2 separate regions of the Sus scrofa genome follow, and region 1 is linked to region 2. A link is a contact called in public Hi-C data. All regions are on one chromosome and are shown on one strand. Each heading gives the region's core, a stretch centred on a gene start, on an enhancer-like site or on the middle of the called end of the contact. The rest is flanking DNA. Distances are from core to core; before and after follow the strand shown. Region 1 holds the start of HAGH (hydroxyacylglutathione hydrolase, mitochondrial). Region 2 holds the start of MSRB1 (methionine sulfoxide reductase B1).

Region 1 (6,652 bases), core at 2,064-4,563, 120 kb after region 2:
ATCCCACATTTTTGTTTGTCTTTCCTGAATTTGTATCTTCTCTCTATCCATCTTTCTATGTTAAGAGCATATAGTTTACACATTAAAACTAAACAATTAAAAATACATATAATTTAGAAATACAGGACACACTACAATCTGCCTTTACACTTAATTTATAATAAACTTTTCACATCATTAAAATAGTCTACATAATTTTAATGGCTGCATATCATTTCATCATATAAGTGAATGTAATCAGTCTAGTAATATTTGACATTTAAAATGTTTCCCCATTTTTTGCTATTACAAATGATAGCTTTAGCCAAATTCTTTATTTTTATTTTACTTTATGGCTGCACCCATGGCATATGGAAATTCCTGGGCCAGGGGCTGAATCTGAGCTACAGCTGCAAACTGTGCCACAGCTGCAGCAATGCCAGATCCTTAACCCACTGTGCCAGGCCAGGGATTGAAACTGCACCTCCACAGTGACTGGAGCTGCTGCAGTCACATTCTTAACCCGCTGCACCATGGCAGGAACTCCTGGCCACATTCTTTTTTTTTGTTTGTTTGTTTTTTGTTGTTGTTGTTGTTGTTGCTCTTTCTTGGGCCGCTCCCGCGGCATATGGAGGTTCCCAGGCTAGGGGTTGAATCGGAGCTGCAGCCACCGGCCTACGCCAGAGCCACAGCAACGCAGAATCCAAGCGGCGTCTGCAACCTACACCACAGCTCACGGCAACGCCGGATCGTTAACCCACTGAGCAAGGGCAGGGACCGAACCCGCAACCTCATGGTTTCTAGTCGGATTAGTTAACCACTGCGCCACGACGGGAACTCCCTGGCCACATTCTTAATCATTTCTTTGGGATAAGTTTCTAGATATTTAATTGCTGCAATAATGTCACATTATTGAATTTTTTTAATGTGACAGAATTTGTAATAACCACTTTATTTATAGCATCTGATTTATATCAGCACTGCTATTTTGCCCCTTTTATAGATGGGACATGAAGGCCAAGCTAGAGGAGGCAGATCTGGCTGAGTGGACAGGCTCTGTGCTGCAGTCTCAAACCCCATCTGCTCTTCCCAGGATGGGCTCCAGCTCTGAGCTGCCCCACATCTGTGGTTCCCCCTTGGTAAACAGGCACAATCACCCCAACTCCTTTTGGCACTGTGAGCACGAAATAAGGTAGTATTTGCAAAGTGCTTGGAGTCATGCGCTTAGTACAGGATCGTGAGTATCAGTGATTGTCGGTGTCGAGCTAGAGCAGTTTCATTGGCACTCGTGTTTGGCAGTGTATTTGTTTATGAATTCTATTCTGCTTTTATAGTTTGAATTTTTTTCTAGTATTATTTTACTTAAATTACTTTACTCCCTCCCTTTAAAATGTATGAAGGTTTTAGCAAATGAGTTAATTGTATTGAAAGAAAATACAAAGCTCTCCTGAAACCACTGTGGCTCAGCAGGGTAAGAACCTGACATAGTGTCTGTGAGGATGTGAGTTTGAACCCTGGCCTTGCTCAGTGGGTTAAGGATCTGGCTTTGCCACAAGCTGCGGCATAGGTCACAGATGTGCCACTGATCTGGTGTTTCTGTGGCTCTGGCATAGGTCGGCAGCTGCAGCTCCAATTCGGCCCCTATCCTGGGAACTTACATATGCTGCAGATGTGGCCCTAAAAAAGAAAGAAGGAGGAGTTCCTGTCGTGGCGCTCGGAAATGAATCTGACTAGGAACCATGAGGTTGCAGGTTCAATCCCTGGCCTCACTCAGTGGGTTAAGGATCTGGCGTTGCCGTGAGCTGTGGTGTAGGTCGCAGACGCGGCTCAGATCTGGTGTTGCTGTGGCTCTGGTGTAGGCCGATAGCTACAGCTCCGATTAGACCCCTAGCTGGGAACCTCCATATGCTGCAGGTGGGCCCTAAAAAGACAAAAAGACAAAAAAATTTAAAAAAATTTTTTAAAAGAAAGAAAGAAAAAAAACCCAAAAAGCAAAAAACAGCTTCCCTGAAACTGGATACCATACCAACATTTACACCAAAAATGTGCCCAGTAGCCTTATTAAAAAGAAATTGTGTATGAACACATGAAAAGATGTCAGCTTCACTACTAATCAAAGAAACTCAAGTTCAAAAGGTGCTAGGTGCAGTACCCAGTGCTGGCCAGGGTTTGGAGCACAGAGGTATGCTTAAACACTCTTGTCAAACAGAGGCTAGGATATCCTTTCCCTGGCAATTTGGGAAAAAGTATCAAAATGTAAAGTGCAAACTATTTAATTTATTTCGCTTCTAAGGGGTCCAGGAGGAAATAAACAAGAGCCAAGTGCTGTATAAGCAGGATGTTCCTCGCAACACTGTTTCTAGTAGCAAAGCATTTGAAACTTTGCAACTACAGGCCGGTGTTGGGGGAATGTTGCCAGAATGTGGGGCTCAGTTCCCCTTACTCGCCAGGAGCACCTATTCTGCAGCATCTCTGAGGGCTGGAGAGTTCCCCAAGGAAGTTAGAGGAGGGATGGGGGAGCAGACTCTGGCAGTGACATCCCCTTGGTCACCTCCAGTTCCGAGACTCTGTTCTTCCTCTGCTCTTCCTGTCTCCTGAGAGGTCCTAAAAGTCACCAGAACAAGTATCCCCACTTTAGGCTCTGCTTCTAAGACTCAGTCATTAAAAGGGATCCTTGGAGTTCCTGCGGTGGCTTGGTGGTAGCAGACCTGACTAGTATCCACGAGGATGTGTGTTCATTCCCTGGCCTTGCTCAGTGGTTTAAGGATCCGACCTTGACATGAGCTGTGGTGTAGGTTGCAGATGCATCTTGGATCCCTAGCTGCTGTGGCTGTGGTGCAGACTGGCAGCTGCAGCTCCAGTTGGGCCCCCAGCCTGGGAACCTCCATATGCCAGAGGTAGAGCCCTAAAAAGCAAAAGCAAAAAAAAGTGATCATGAAAATATTCACTGAACTGAGAAGATATTCACAGGATATGAAGTGGATGGAGAATACTCATTTTTATATAAGCCTAATGAACCTTTTTTTTTAAGTCCAGAAGAACAGATATCAATTATATACTCTATATGAACTAATATATTATGGATCTTTAAAGATGTGGTAAGAGTATTGTGGCTATAATAGGAGAGGCCCTTATTTTTGGGAGATTCACGCTGAAAGGTAGAGTGACTCACTGCAACTCTCATTTTCAGTTTTCCAAAACGTGTGTGTGTGTACGTACACACAAGGCAGCAGGGTGGGGGAGGGAAAGTGAGCCAAGTGCATGCCAACAGCTGTTGAATCTAGAGCAGGGAATGTGGAGTGTGCTGTTAGTCTTTCAATTTTATAATAGGTTTAAATTTATTCCAAAGTAGAAGTTGGGGGAAATGTACTTTCTGGGTAATAAGATTACTGCAATTTCGGTAACATCAGGAATTGTGAGTTGTCTCTGAGTTTTTGATTCTTGTAGTCAAGTAACTTGTGTGCTGTATCTGTAATGCCGATGCTGTCTGCGACAAAGCTTGTGCCACCACTGGGTCAACACTAACCTCTGGGGGCACTGTACATTCTCTGGGTACTGGCTTGTCCACCCAAGGGGGCCACATGCGACTCCTGTTCCTGGTGTGTACACTTAGTTTGCTTTCAGATCTGTCAGCCTGGTAGACTTGGCTCAGCTGGACCTTGGTTCTGCTAGTTTTACTAATAAACTCTCCGTATGAGCACACCCTTGATTCAGCTCTTCCATTTACGGGGACCTGGCCCAAAAGAATTACTGCTGGCAAACAACTACAACGATCTCAAAGGCCGAAAATGGAGGACTGACTGCAGAGTCTTGGGCAATCACTGAAAACAGTGTGGCAGGAATCTGCCGAAATACATGGAGACAGTCACGATACACAGTGAGAAAAGGCTAGGAAAGTGTGTGGTATGAATAACTTCTATTTAAAAGATCACAATTACATGCATAGATTTGGAAGAATGTACACCAAATGCTTAGCTTTGTCTCTGGGTGTATGAAATTTGGGGTGTTCTTTTTTTTGGCTTATGCATATTTTCTGACTTCTATCATAAACAGGTATTGCTTAAGCATTTTTAAAAAGAAGTGTTATTACAAGATAAAAGGAGTTATAATAGCATGACATTTTATAAACAAATCCAATTATAACACTTCTTCATAATAAACTACGTATGTGGGGGTTTCATAATAACTAAATGTTTGAAGTTTTAAAATACATATACTTAAAAGATGCAGCCTGCACTGTGGCCAAGACTTCAGGTTTTGGTCTTGGGCTAGCTGGGTGACATCTTGGCTTTGCTACTCAGCTTGAGTGACTGTAGAGCCAGGCTAGCTATGTCTCCATCTGTGTAACAGGAATGGGAATGATAACACCAACCTAAGAGCTTTGATGAGGATTAAATAACACACAGAAAGCTCCTGGCACAGTGCCTCATAGTACTAAGTGCTCAGTGAATGTTAGGAGCCAGCAGGTGGCTTCCGCTCACTCCGATAGCTGTGCTGTGCATCTCACCCAGCTTTTCGTCAGAGAAGAGAGCAAGTGAGAGCCAGAGCACTCCCAGGCCACCCAAATTCCCTGAAGCCTCCTTATCATTGGGTGGGAGGTACACCTGCTGATGATTAACTCTGTTAATAGAGCACAGTGCTCATGAGGTGCCAGGTCAAAGACCAAGGTCTGAGGCCCCTTGGCGAGGAACTGTCCCTTCTAACCACTACTGGGGGGAAAACAATACTTTTAGGCCACATAAAAGACAGCATATTTATTTGAGAAACAATAGTTTCAAAGTTTTCTCTCCAAATCAGAATCTATGGGCCAGAATAAGTAAAGGAGTGAGGTCATCATTAATTACTCCCTAAGTAACACTTTTAATTGTGTGGAGCAGTGGTTTTCCATGATAAGAATCACTTGGAGTGCTGGATATCAATTCCATTAATTCATACATTGGGCCTGGGATGGGCCAGTAACTTGGAAATTTTTATTTTTACAAATATCTCCGGATAATTTTCATGATTAAGCAAATTTGGGAAGCACCGATGAATCGTGCTAATCCACTTCCTTTGCAGATTTTAGTCTCCAAAACCCAGTCCCAGAGTGATCCACTGAACCAATCCAGATTTAGCAAAGGAAAAGTCTTCTGAACATTTGGCCCGTTGTTTCCGAGAAGGCACTATTTCTCATTTCCATTTCTGGCCCAGCTCTTCTAGATCAGGTTTTTTTGGACAGTCCATCTTCCTCGAGTTGAAACACTGTAGTCCAATCATTTTTTTTAATTGGCTTCTTATTAAAGGATTGTCACGTTTAATTAAACTTTGCTTGCTTTTGTCTTATTCCCTTGGATCATGTGTTAAGAAGTTAGGGTGCTTTGTACAGACTCAATATTCTGGCCTTTCCACCTTAAATCTCATACTGACGACCCCGTGTATGCCAGCATGGATCTCATCGTTTTCTTTAACTGGACCCACTCCCTTTGGCGTCCCGGTCAAGATAATATCTCCTTTTTCCAAGGTCATTATCTTCGAAACGTAGCTGATGATGTAGGGGATGGAAAAAATCATGGAGGATGTCTCACCCTCCTGCCGGAGTTCGCCGTTGACCTTGAGCCAGAGCTTCAGGTTGTGAGGGTCAGGGATCTTCTCCTTGGGTACGAACGCACTGACCGGGCAGGAGGCCGTGAAGCTCTTGGCCAGAGTCCAGGGCAGCCCCTTCTTCTTGCACTCGTCCTGCACGTCCCTGGAAGTCATGTCCAGGCAGAGAGCATAGCCGGCCACGTAGTCCATGGCCGCGACCTCCGAGACGGCGCGGCAGCGCTGGCCCATCACCACGCCCAGCTCGAGCTCGTGGTGCAGGTTACGGCTGTAGGAGGGTATGAGGACCGGCGAGCCCTCGGGGGCGTAGGCGGTGGACGGTTTCAGGAAGAGCACCGGCTCGCTCAGCACCGTACTCTGCATCTCCTTGACGTGGTCCGCGTAGTTTCTGCCCACGCACACGATGTTCTTTCCCCACTCCCAGAAGCGGGACAGCGGCCTGGCGGCAGCCATGTTCCCTACCCGGCGCCCCGGGGTCACGTGGACTCCGCCTGGCCGGACGCCTACGGTTACCCGGAGAGGACCGGAGAGGACCAACGGCCTCGGAGCGCTGGCCCCACACCCCCCGACTCCCGGGGTCCGGGAGTCGCGCTCGTCCTCTCGGGAGCCGCTACCCAGTGGCTGCCTCAGGACTGCTCGGCCTCGGGACGCGGCCTGGTCTCGGGACAGAGGCGGAGGTGCGGCGGTAGCCACCTCGCAAGTCGCCCTCAGGTCCCGGCGGCCCGGCGCAGGGCTGGCACAGGTGCGGACGCGAGCGCTGATTGGCCGGGGACTGGGGCGGGATCGGGCGCTGATTGGTCAGAGGGCGGAGCGGGCGGGGGGCACGGATGTGGAAGCGAGCGCTGATTGGCCGCGGTGTGCCGACGCCAGTGTATACAGCCCGCTGGCCCCCGCCCGCAGCCCACCCGCCGCCCGGGTCATGGTGCTGGGCCGCGGGCTGCTCGGCCGTCGGAGCCTTGCTGCGCTGGGAGGTACCTGCGCCCGTCGCGGCTTGGGTAGGTGGGGCGGGGCCGGCGCGGGGTCGGATAGGCCCTGACGCCAAGGGGCTGGCCTGACGGCCGGGGCCGCGGGGACAGGCCCGCGGGTCCTGGCC
Region 2 (6,790 bases), core at 2,654-5,153:
AGTCATCATAAGTTTGATTTAAAATCTGTGAGTTTCTCTGTCTCACAAAAAATTTTGTAACTTTTTTATTAGAGTCCACATATACGTGATATGATAGGACACTTGTCTTTTTTTTTTTTTTTTGGTCTTTTTGCTATTTCTTGGGCCGTTCCCGCGGAGCTGTAGCCACCGGCCTATGCCAGAGCCACAGCAATGCGGGATCCGAGCCGCGTCTGCAACCTACACCACAGCTCACGGCAACGCCGGATCGTTAACCCACTGAGCAAGCGCAGGGATCGAACCCGCAACCTCATGGTTCCTAGTCAGATTCATTAACCACTGCGCCACGACGGGAACTCCTCTTTCTCTGACTTATGCCACTCAGTATGCACATTGCCAGGTCCATCTACCTTGCTGCAAATGACATGATCTCATTGTTTTTTCTGAGTAGTATTTGCTCGTATATAGGCGCAACTTCTTCTTCACCCACTCCTCTGCCGGGGCATTTACGTTGTTTCCAGATCCTGGTGATGGTAAATAGCGCTGCAGCAAAGATTGGGGTGCATGTATCTTTCCGAATCACAGTTTTCTCCAGGTGTATGTCCAGGAGTGGGACTGCTGGATGATACAGTAGTTTGATATTTAGTTAAAAAACTAAATAGGAACCTCTATCCTGTGCTCCATAGCGGCTGCACCATTACATTCCCACCAACACTGTATGAGGGCTCCCTTTTCTCCACACCCTCTCCAGCATTGGTTTGTAGACACTTTGTCTTTTTTTTTAGGGCCGTCCCCGTGGCACATGGAGGTTCCTAGGCTAGGGGTCGAATTGGAGCTGTAGCCGCCAGCCTACACCACAGCCACAGCCGCACGAGATCCCTGATGCACCTGCCACCGACACCACAGCTCATGGCAATGCCAGATCCTTAACCCACTGAGCGAGGCCAGGGATGGAACCCGAGTCCTCATGGATCCTAGTTGGGGTCATTAACTGCTGCGGGAACTCCTGTAGACTCTTTGAGGGTGGCTCTTCTGGCTGCTGTGAGGTCCTGGTCATTTTGGTTTGCATTTCTCTAATAATTACGGATGTTGAGCATCTTTTCGTGTACTCTTTGGCTACCTGTCTGTCTTCTTTGGAGAAGGTTCCTTCTCGTTACTGATGTCACCTCCTCAGAGAGGTCCTCCCTGACCCCCCATGTGCAGTAACTGTCCCCACCATCCTCAATATTCCAATAGGGCACTTAGGCGTCTCCAGGATTTACTTGGCTTCTGATGCCAATGAAATGGTGGCTCCATCAGGACTTTGTCTGCCTCATTCCATGCTGTGTCCCCAAGACCTCACACAAAACATGGCACACAGACCAGAGCACAGGAACAGCTGTCGAGTGACTGCATGCATGAAAGCTTGCCGGGGTCACCAACTGATCGTGTCATGTCTGCAAATGAGGGATGGGTTGTGACCTTCTGGAACTGACTGGCTGCACCACGTCTTACAGATGAAGCTGCTGCCCTTCCGGCAGAAGAAAGCCCACATCATGGAGATCCAGCTGAATGGTGGCACTGTGGCTGAGAAGGTGGCCTGGGCTCAGGCCCGGCTGGAGAAGCAGGTGCCAGTCCATAGCGTGTTCAGCCAGAGCGAGGTCATTGATGTCATCGCCGTCACCAAGGGCAGGGGCGTCAAAGGTAGGGCTGGGTGGGGGTGCCTGGAGGGGGTGGGGGCCCAGCTGGCCTCTCAGCCGCCAGCCCCTCCCACTTGCAGGGGTCACGAGCCGCTGGCACACCAAGAAGCTGCCTCGGAAGACCCATAAGGGGCTGCGCAAGGTGGCCTGTATCGGCGCCTGGCACCCTGCCCGTGTGGGCTGCTCCATTGCCCGGGCTGGGCAGAAAGGCTACCATCACCGAACGGAGCTCAACAAGAAGGTGTGTCCCAAGTCCGGGGTGGGGGGGGGCGGGGAAGAGGAGGGATGCCCTTGACCACGCCCCAGTGGGTGGGGTGCATGGCCCCCAAAGGTGCTGAAATGCCCCCACCAGGGCTAGGTCAAAGGCCACGTCCTGATGGGTGCGGACATACTGCCGGCCCCGGGGGCCACCTGCCGTCCCCTCAATGCCATGCCGTGTCCTCGTGACAGATCTACCGCATTGGGCGAGGGCTGCACATGTCGGATGGGAAGATGGTTAAGAATAACGCGTCCACCAGCTACGACATGACCGACAAGTCCATCACACCGCTGGTGAGGGGCGGCGGCCAGTTCCGCTGAGGCAGCAGGGTGTGTGTGGGGTGGCTGGGGCCCCCCAGGGGGACCAGACCCCTGCCGTTCCTGTTCCTGCATCCTCACCGCCTTCTCTGCAGACAGTTATACTCCAGCTGCTGTTTCAGAGTGTGGAGTGCAGCTGCTCTGACTGTAGCAAGAACCCGAGCTGCAGCAGCTGCCAGGCCTGGGGCAAGCGACCCTCTGAGCCTGGTTCCCCCGCTGTAAAATGCAGATTATTAAGATAATTATGGAAAGGACTTAAGGCATGGCTCACAGGCTGGCCTGATTAGTGATTCAGAGTGTTGTCGCCCAAGGCCAGGGGAGTCCTCCTAGGGACCCCAGCAGCCCCCTAACTCAGCAGCCCCTTTCCCGGACCCACCTTCCCCGCAGGGTGGCTTCCCCCGCTACGGGGAAGTCAACAACGACTTCGTCATGCTGAAGGGTTGCATTGCAGGCACCAAGAAGCGGGTCATCACACTGAGGAAGGTCAGGTGGGGCAGTGGGCCGGAGAGTGGGAGGCCTGTGGGCTGTCGGGGGGCTGGGGGGCTGGCCTGCGCTGGAGAGCCAGCGATGGGTCATGGGGAGAGCAAAGAGGGACGGACCCAGCTAGGTGAGCCAGGCACTCCTGGATGACCTGGGGTGACGGGAGGGGCTTGGCGGGGACCTCCTGCCTTGACGCTCCCCTCCCCCACGGGCCCCAGTCCCTCCTGGTGCACCACAGCCGCCGGGCCCTGGAGAACGTTGAGCTGAAGTTCATCGACACCACCTCCAAGTTCGGCCACGGCCGCTTCCAGACAGCCCAAGAGAAGAGGATCTTCATGGTGAGCCCATCCGCCTTGCTCTCTGGGGCTCAGACACCACATCCCTCCTGCCCCAGCGTGGGGCGGGCGTGGCACGCGTGCCTCCACACGCATCCGCAGGAGGGGCTCTAGGGGTCCAGCCCTGGGCACTGATTCTTGCCGGAAACGAAGGAGGGGAGGGACCAGTAGGAGGGGCAGCAGGGCCGACTCTTAGTATCCCAGGCGGCTAGTTAGACCCCTGTGACTAACGCTCCTCCTGTCGCTCGCCCTCCAGGGTCCGCAGAAGAAGCATCTTGAGAAGGAAACGCCGGAGACCTCAGGAGACTTGTAGGCAGGATGGGATGGAGGGAGCCTGAAAAACGCGATGCAACCCCTTCCTGAGCCCCCTAATAAAAGCCAGAGGCAACTCCTCCAGTGGTGTTTCAGATGTGGGGGCAAGGGAAACCTGGTCAACGGCCGGTAGCCTGGTGCTTCACGCCAGGAAAGGATGAGACCCGCCGCGGTTCAGGGTGCACCGAGGTCGCCATCCTAAACCCAGCGCAGCTCAGCGGCGCCCCCTGGTGCTCGGGGACGCGGCGGCAGGGGCGGGGCCTCGGGATGCTACAAGGGAGTGGTCCTCAGTGGTGGGCGTGGCCTGAGGGGAAGAGGGAGCCCGTCCTCGGAAGGGGGCGGGGCCTGCTGGAGGCAGGAACCAGAACCTTCTTCCGGCGGGGGATTGGTCTGTGAAAAAGGGGCGGGTCAACGGGAGGCGAACCCTGAGAGGGTGTCTCACTCCTCTGGATGTGATTGGTTCCCCTGGGGGCGGGGCCTCGAGGTGCCCGGCCCATCCTGCGTCCCGGCGCGATTGGTTCTCGGGAGGTGGGGCGGGAGGCAGGCTCAAGACCCTGCGGTGGAGCTGTGTCCTCGGTTCCGCCGGAGCTTCCCCGTCGGCGCCATGTCGTTCTGCAGCTTCTTCGGGGGCGAGGTTTTCCAGAACCACTTTGAGCCAGGTAGGATCTGTGGCTTCGTGGGAGGACAGAGGAGCAGTGACGCGTATTGGAGGGGGCGTCCCTGCCCTCGGGGTGGCGATGGAGCCCCTGAGCTCCGGGAATGGGGGGCGAGTGTGAGGAATTTGGGGATCCGGGAGAGTAATGGTACCTGAGGGAAGCGGCACATTAGGGGGGGGGTCTCTGTCCTCAAAGAGGGCAGGCCTTGAGTGTGAGCGTGGCCATTTCCGAGGAAATCTGCGGGGTCAAGGAACATGGAGGCGGTGACACCGTTGTCGGTATCCGTGCCTGGGATCGCGGCTTTAGAGCGAGCCGGTGGAAGGTCTTGTCCAGGGGCAGCTCCTGTGACTGGGCTTCCTTTCCTTGGGGCATTTCCCTGATACTACACCCCCCTTTTTCCTTGGCGGTTCCCCAGACCTGCGGGGTAAACTGGAAAGTACAGAAGGGCGTGTTGGGATCCAAATGTGACGGCCTGGGCGCCTCCCCCACCTGTCCAGGGCCCCCAGGGTTGGGTAACCTGGAGTGCTGCCAGGCTGCCAATGGCCTGTGAAGTTTGACTGGACAGCCTGGGCCGGGTGGGAGGGGTGGGAGGTCGGGGGCTGAGTGGTTGGTTTGGGGCATGGCCCCCCTCAGCCCTGGCCCCAGGCCCCAGGCTCCGTTGCCTGGTAATGGACTAATTTGGTAAGAACATTCTTGCAGGCAAGGCCAGGGCAGCAACTTACTCCTGGGGCGGGATTTACTCAGGGTCAGCCCCTTAGGGGGATGGGTTGTGACACCCCCGCATCTATGTGAGCCAGCTGTGATACAGGGCCCTCTGCCCAAAGTCCTCCCCTTAGACCCTCTGGTTGACCTCAGGCTACTCTGCCAGGCTGGAAACTCCACTCCCACAACAGCTCCCCGTTCCTCTTCCCTTCCTCACCAGTTGCTGGTAAAGGTTGGGTAGGTCTCAGACTCCAGGGCTGTCTCCAGGTGGAGGGAGGGGGAGAGGGGGCCTGAAGGGTGACTCAGTACCCTGGAGAGCCCCCAAGCAACTTCCTGTTCTGCAGATCAGTTTTGCAACCTTTTTTTTTTTTTCTTCCCCCTTCAAAGTGATTTTTTTTTTTTTTGTCTTTTCTAGGGCCACTCCCTCTGCATATGGGGGTTCCCTATCCGAGCCGAGTCTGTGAGCTACACCACAGCTCACGGCAATACCGCATCCTTAACCCACTGAGCGAGGCCGGGGATCGAACCTGCAACCTCGTGGTTCCTAGTCCGATTCATTAACCACTGCGCCACAACAGGACCTCCTCAAAGCGATCTTTTGAGGATAGGTTAAAACCCTGGCCCTCTGTCTTACTGGGCCTCCTCCCCAGTCAGGAGGTGATTGGAGGTGTTTTTTTGTTTTTTTGTAGGGCCGCACCTGCAGCATTTGGAAGTTAATGCCACAGCTACAGCCACACCAGGTCTGAGCTGCACTTGCGACCTGCACCACAGCTCATGGCCACACCAGATCCTAAACCCACTGAGCAAGGCCAGGGATGGAACTCACTTCCTCATGGATACTAGCTGGGTTCTTAACCCGCTGAGTCACAAGGGGAACTGTGGAAGTTTTTTGTTGTTATTTTTTGGTTGCCCCGTGGCATATGGAGTTTCTGGTCCGGGATCCGATCCGAGCCACAGCTGCAGCAATGTCGGATCCTCCAACCCACTCTGCTGGACCGGGGATTGAGCCTGTGTCTTGGCGTTGTAGAGCCACTGCCAATCCCTATACGCCACAGCGGGAACCCTGGAGGTCTTTTTGCTGGGATCACTCTTTTCCTGCTTGAAGAGCAGGCCAGTGGCTAGGCATCCGGCTCAAGACCTCTTTGGGCAGCAGAGATGGCCACGTGGGAAGGGAGGGGAGCTAGTGGTGGTGCTGCCACACCAGCGCCCCCCACCGTGGGGGTGCCTGCTTGGGGAGGGGGGCCGTGCTGTGTCCTCATCCGACTGCCTGGGTTCCTTCCTGCACACCCTGCAGCTGAGTCTTGTATCACTGAGCCTCAGTTTACTCATCCACAAAATGGAAACAGCTGTATCACAGGCTCAAGGTGCATCAATGAGACAAGGGTGAGGAGGGGCCCTCCTGGTCTCTGGCACAGGCTAAGAACCACTAAATGCGGGCTCTATGCTGTCTCTTACACACAGCCAGTACCCAGGCCTGAGGCTGGTGGGTGTGTGTGTGTGGGGGGGAGGATGTGCAGCTCACCCTGGAAGCAGGGTGGTGCTGTCCTGTCCTGGGTTCAAGGATTTGGGAGCTCAGCCCTTAAGGGCAGGAGCCGGCATCTCAGCTTTTGCCTCTCCTTCCGCCCCAGGTGTCTACGTGTGTGCCAAGTGTGGCTATGAGCTCTTCTCCAGCCACTCAAAGTACGCGCACTCGTCCCCATGGCCGGCCTTCACCGAGACCATCCACGCTGACAGTGTGGCCAAGCGTCCAGAGCACAATCGGCCTGGAGCCTTAAAGGTGGGTGGGAGCAGCAGAGGGCCCGTGGGGTGGCCACCCTCTCCTGCTGCTCCCCAACAGCTGTCTGTCTGTTCCGGGCCTCTGGCCTCAGCAGGGCAGCTGCCACCCCAAACTATTGGGAGAGTCTGGGGCCTGGTAGGGACAGGACACAGGACAGGGATTGGGGTGGGCTCTGGGATGGAGTCCGCCTCCCATGCCAGTCGTTACCTTGGGAGATGGATGTGGGGCGGACACCATCTGTTGGTGGCAGCGGGGAGGCCACTGCTGCGGGTCTTTTGTGGCCAGAAGCTCACA

The links. Hi-C and Micro-C count contacts between places; a contact is called where the count stands out from the background.
Region 1: a Hi-C map of liver shows a contact between it and region 2, with 2.9 times the contacts expected there. The contact joins the promoter of HAGH here to the promoter of MSRB1 in region 2. A contact is called at or near these places in 3 of 5 promoter capture datasets (fetal liver, fetal skeletal muscle and liver), 6 of 47 Hi-C or Micro-C datasets (epiblast stem cells, liver, skeletal muscle and 1 more) and 1 of 2 datasets of contacts at active chromatin or transcription factors (alveolar macrophages).

What each region holds. Positions count from the first base shown.
Region 1 is chr3:40,135,786-40,142,437 of Sscrofa11.1, forward strand. HAGH (hydroxyacylglutathione hydrolase, mitochondrial) reads left to right here and starts at 3,314. Exons shown (of 9, transcript XM_021086827.1): 1 at 3,314-6,301. The coding sequence starts at 5,404.
Region 2 is chr3:40,013,258-40,020,047 of Sscrofa11.1, forward strand. It overlaps MSRB1 (methionine sulfoxide reductase B1), which reads left to right and starts at 3,904. Exons shown (of 4, transcript NM_001097460.1): 1 at 3,904-4,020; 2 at 6,348-6,496. The coding sequence starts at 3,966. It overlaps RPL3L (60S ribosomal protein L3-like), which reads left to right. Exons shown (of 9, transcript XM_021086793.1): 5 at 1,476-1,662; 6 at 1,739-1,899; 7 at 2,109-2,210; 8 at 2,933-3,052; 9 at 3,306-3,445. The coding sequence ends at 3,362.